Regions from separate parts of the Hordeum vulgare genome. Here region 1 is linked to region 2. A link is a contact called in public Hi-C data. All regions are on one chromosome and are shown on one strand. Each heading gives the region's core, a stretch centred on a gene start, on an enhancer-like site or on the middle of the called end of the contact. The rest is flanking DNA. Distances are from core to core; before and after follow the strand shown.

Region 1 (2,700 bases), core at 186-2,685, 410 kb after region 2:
AAATCGGTGAACTTTTTGAAAATCGATGTTTCTTTTTGAGAATTGGTGAACATTTCTAAAAATCGATGAACATAATTTAAAATTCATGAACTTTTTTCAAAATCAGTGAATTGTTTTTAAAAATTAATGAACTTTTTTCAAAATCGATGTTTTTTTCGAATTCTATGAACTTTTTTGAAAGTCCATGGACATATTTAAAAAATCGGTGAACCTTTTTTCATAATAATTGTACTTTTTTGCAAATCTAAACTTTTTGAACTTTTTTGAATTTCTTTATGACCAACACATTTTTACATAGGCCGACCGATAAGGAGAAGCCCTGCAGGCGCCGGTTTCCCTAACTAACGTTGAAGGCGCCAAATAGGAGCACCCCCGTTGGAGCAAAATCACTAGTTAGCGAGTATACCTTTCAACGATTACTTTCACTTCCTGAGATTGCGACAAGTGACATACTACATGCGTGTCACTTGTCGTAACCTGGGAGTTTTTCCTTTTTCCGTAGATCCGTATTTTCAAAATGTTCTATCTCGTAAAGAGTGAGTTCAAATCTTGAACTGTTTTCATCGTTGGGTTTCTCGCGTAGAAATCTTTAAAACTAGATCCCATGTTGATATGTTTTAACAAACTTTTTTTTTTACGAAAAAAGGATGAAAAACTAGCGTTTTTTCCTTCCGGAGATGCACAGTCGTTCCTCTCACGAGAGCAAACCCGTGACTCTCGCGGAAGCAAAACCGTCCCTCTCGAAGAAAAAAAGGGAGAGCAGAAAACACGTTTTTCTCTTTTCGAGAGGCACGGCCGTGCTTGTCGCGATAGCAAAATCGTGGCTTTCGTGAAAGCAAAATCGTGCCTTTCGCGGAAAAAGGAGAGAGCAATAAACGCGTTTTTCCCTTTTCAAGAGGCACGGCCATGCCTCTCGCGATAGCAAAATCGTGCCTCTCGGAAAAGCAAAACCGTGCCTCTTGCGAAAAAAGAGAGACGAGAAAACACATTTTTTCCCTTTTTGAGAGGCACGGCCATGCCTCTTGCGATAGAAAAACCGTGCATCTCGCGGAAAAAAGAGAGCAGAAAACACATTTTTTTCCTTTTCGAAAGGCATGGCCGTGCCTCTCGCAAAAACAAAACCGTGTCTCTCGCGAGAAAAAAAAGAGCAAAAAACCCGTTTTTTCTTTTTCCGAGAGGAACGGTCGTACGAAAAAACCAATCTAAAAAGTCGAAAACACGTGCGAAAAAAAATAAAAAAATAAAATACGAAGGAAACGTTCAAAACACAACACGTGACGGCGACTGAGAACGTATCAAGCGAAGGCTTCCGAAGGAGCGCTCGCTAACTAGTTGCTCCTGTTGGAGCTGCTCTTAAGTAAACGTGCCATGCCAGGCACATTCAGCCTTGGGCCGGGCCGGGCCGGCTCAGGTGGCCAGCTACGGGTCTGAAACGCAAAAAGAAGCCCCAACCCCCCAAATCCCTGCCTTCGCTTCTCTGGTGACAGGTTGCGGCGCCGGCGACGAGGCACTGAGCGAGATGGCGAGCTCGGCGCTGAGACGATCTCTTCCACGACGCCTGCTCACTTCCCACCCATCATCCGCCGCAGCCTCCTTGTTCCGCCGCTCCTTCCTGTCCGGTAAGCACCCCCAGCCTCTCCCTCCTCCCCCCTCGCAGTATTTCTGGCACCCGGACCTAGCCCACCCGTTCTCCATTCCGTCACAACCAAAACATCGAATCGAATGGAGGAGGGAGAGATCTACGTTTAAATCAAAACATTTTTCCAAACCCCGTCAGTCATTTGTGATGTCGGCATGCGTGATATTTGGGGAATTTTTTTGATGTGTAAAGTACTCTAGCGATGCTGTTGTCTCACACGCCGGTTTGCTGTGGATGTTGCCTCGCAGGAGAGGGCGCGGTGGAGAGCGCGGACGACTTTGAGAAACGTATGTTTGAGCCATCATCAGATGACAAGGCATTCTTCGGGAAGCTCGATGGGGTTGGGAACTCGTTTGGAAGGCGCGGCACGGGCTTTGGAATGAGTGCTTTTGGTCGGCCCCAGTTTGGCGAGAGTAGTAATGGTGGGTCCATGGACGTTTTCGATTCCTCGAATGATGGCATGAACGAGAAGCTGGACGACGCGGCCCGCACCTTTCATATGACGGACGAGGTTGACGAAGATGACTACGATTTCAGGCCGGATGTGAATTACAGGCGTGGCTCGACTTACAGTGTCAAGGTAAGAGAGATATCTGTTTGTTTTTTCAGTGATTCAGGTATTTGGGAGACTACAATTCCTTTGCAGTCTTGAGATTTAGTCTAGCATTATTCAGTGATTTACAAGTATTCTGAGAAGTGTGGCTAAATGTGTGAGCTTGATTCTGCGGAGTTAGTATATTTCCACACAGTGGTGCTTTTGTTGATATATGTTTGTCAAAACAGAAACAAATTGCTCGTCTGATCCATTATTGCCTAAAAAACCACAAACCACCAGAAGATATCGTCATAGCATTTCAGATATCTAAATAACATTTATCATTTAAACATGCAAGCATCAGTCTGTTATCTACTGAATGATACTCTTCTAACAGCAGATTTTATCCAACTCTACTGCATACAGGATCTTGACCTTACAAAACCTGCAGCCCCAAGGAATCCCCCAAGACCCCAGTTTGAAACATCTACAAAGGAGGTTCTAAGGAAAGCCGATTTTAGGGTGA
Region 2 (2,751 bases), core at 63-2,562:
GCCCCGGCACCCATCTTCGTCGGCCGAACCATGCCATCCAGGCCCGCCAAGAAGCTCCAACCAAAGATCATGTAACGTGAGAAACGATGGGTCCCCCTGTAGCCATCAATCGCGTGAGGAGCATGAGGACCCGTCGCTGCCATCATCCTCGCGGCCTTTGACCGGAGGCATCCTTCAACGACGGCGGGGGGAGCAAGATCGAAGGAGCAAAGGGTGGCGGCTGCACGGGATCCGCCCGAGTCGACACTCCTTCGAACGAAGCGGGGGCATTCTCCCAACCCTATAGTCTCGTATGAATGATCATGCTTAATCATTACTACACAAACGAAAACGGAATTTTTGAAATAAACTTCCACTCCATTAATTAGAAATAATAGTTACATCTTTCATAAGAAAAGATACAATATCATTCATTGGCTTCTCAAACCAATCTCTAGTGGATGAAAATTTCGCTAACCTAGCAATTTCATGAGCCACCTTATTTAATTTTCTATTATAATGTTTAAATCTAATTGTCTTCAAATGGCAAAGAGATTGCACGAACAAACGAGCGTGAATATATCACGTCTACCAAGCCGGAGCATAGTGCTTACTATAATGTGTAAGTTGTAACACATCGTATAGTGTATTAACGAGCACTCGTGGGCGCTCCTAAGCTAAAAGAGCTTTAAATGAACAAAGCCGAATATTTTTTACTCGTTAAGCGTAACAAGGTTGACGTGCATGAGCTTAGCGAGTCGAGCAGCTCATTAATCTACTCCTACTTGGAAGGTCCTATACGACGCCTTCACAGCGCCGGATAGGCAAACCGACGCATGCAACGCTCTTTCTAGTGGGCCAGCCCATGTAGAATTTGTCGCTCCTTAAAAATTAAGAAATAGTTCATAGAATTTCAAAAAAGATCAGAGTCACGAAAAAAGTTAAATGATTATAAAAAAAGTTCACCAATTTTTTGAATATGTTTATGTATTTTAAAAAATTCACAGAATTCGAAAACAAATTATTGATTTTCAAACAAAAATAATCGATTTCCAAAACAAATTCATCAATTTTTAAAAACAGTTCATTGATTTTGAAAAGATTCGCAAATTTTACATTATCTTCACTGATTTTAAAAATAGTTCACCGATTTTTAAAAAAGTTCATCAATTTTCAAAAATGTCCATCGATTTTCAAATAAAGTTCATCAATTTGGAAAAAAATTCACAAGCTAAACACAGATCAGATCTTTAAATGGGCCGGCCTATGAAGGAGCGCTGCAGGCGCCGGTTAGCAAACTTTGCCGTTAACCGGCGCCTGTGCGTTAAATAGGGCTTCCCCTCCTACTTGGCGTTTACGGCGTCCGAGCTACTTGGACAGCGGCCCATAAGCGACACGTGCTGGTTTCCTCCTCCCGCCAAGGCTTTAGAAAATAATAAGTTTCAATTATTTTAGATATTAAACGATTCCTAATTTATAAAACACGAATTTGAAGAAAATAATGTCAAGATTTTGGAAAGTTTGGAATTTTTATGGATTCGAAAACAGTTCACGGGTATGAAATAAGTTTGGGAGTTTGCAAAAAGTTTGTGGTTATGAAAATAAAAACATGGATTTAAAGAAAGATTACAATTTTTTTTTAAATACAAATTTTAAATGGTTCGTGAACGGGAGAAAATTGTGAAGAAATTCACCAAAATGTTTGAAAAGAAATTCAAGAATTTGGAAAAAAAATCATGAATTTTAAAAAATCACGAATTTTTAAAATGAAGGTTCACATTTTTTTAAAACAATTTTGATTTTGAAAAATATTTGAATTTTATTTTTTGCGCATTTTGAAAAAATAAAGAGAAAAATAAAAAATAAAACTAAAAAGGCTAAAAAGATATATAACAAAGGCAAAAAAGAGAGATGACCTGTACGAGAAACAGAACAAACGGCGAGAAGCTTTCAGATTCTTCCCAAAACCTAGGTGGAAAGCTTCCAGAACCTGAATGCGAGATCAAAAGTCTCTCATTAAGAGCTTCTCTAACAGACCTCGCAAACAGACATCACAAAAAAAATGATTTGAGGGCTCTCGGAAAAATATTTTACAATGCGATGAGCGTTTCGGCCGAACAGATTCCGCAAACGCGTCTCGCAAAAGTTTTGTGGGACACATTTGCGGATCTGTTCAGTCGAAGCACTCGTTGCACCACATTTTTTTACATAACTTTAAATAAATAACATATTTCAGCAAAATTTAAAATAAATTCAATATAAATGGCCTAAAAGCAACTCACAATACAACAATAGTCATCATTACAATAAATATTTTAATTCAAATAATTATTACAACACCAAATTGTTCAAATCTCACACGAATAAAAATACATACAAATGGGGATCTATCTCACCCCATAGAGCTGCCATAGATGCTCAATAAAGTCATCCTGGAGTTGGTTCTGCGTGTCACAGTTCTCGATCTTGCGGTAGGTCTCAAGAAATGCAATGATCTCATCACCGTCCGTGACACGCTTCACGCGGCTAACAACATTGTCATAGTTGTATATCAAGTCCAAATGCCTCTCATCCTTGATGATCATATTGTGTAATATTACACAAGCAGTCATGATCGATGTTTGGGAGGGATTTTTTATTCCACAAGAGAGCAGGACCTCGAACAAAGGCAAACCAAGCTTGCAACACACCAAATGCCCTCTCAAAATCATTTCGCTAAGCTTCTTGTGTTTCGATAAAAAAATTATGTTTCTTGATTTTGGGATCACTAAT

Evidence for each region. Hi-C and Micro-C count contacts between places; a contact is called where the count stands out from the background.
Region 1: a contact with region 2 is called in a Hi-C map of leaf, with 2.6 times the contacts expected there. The contact joins the promoter of LOC123433113 here to the enhancer-like site in region 2. A contact is called at or near these places in 3 of 6 Hi-C or Micro-C datasets (leaf and seedling) and 1 of 1 datasets of contacts at active chromatin or transcription factors (embryo).

The regions. Positions count from the first base shown.
Region 1 is chr1H:311,564,769-311,567,468 of MorexV3_pseudomolecules_assembly, forward strand. It overlaps LOC123433113, which reads left to right and starts at 1,436. Exons shown (of 5, transcript XM_045115434.1): 1 at 1,436-1,619; 2 at 1,888-2,219; 3 at 2,601-2,696. The coding sequence starts at 1,520.
Region 2 is chr1H:311,155,164-311,157,914 of MorexV3_pseudomolecules_assembly, forward strand. No RefSeq gene overlaps it. Among protein-coding and RNA genes, the nearest start is that of LOC123398838, 90 kb to the left of the region's middle. Within about 2 kb of position 1,313, at least 2 of the 3 cell types and tissues checked have open chromatin away from gene starts, as enhancers often do. A contact at or near this core is called in leaf, where this site is marked.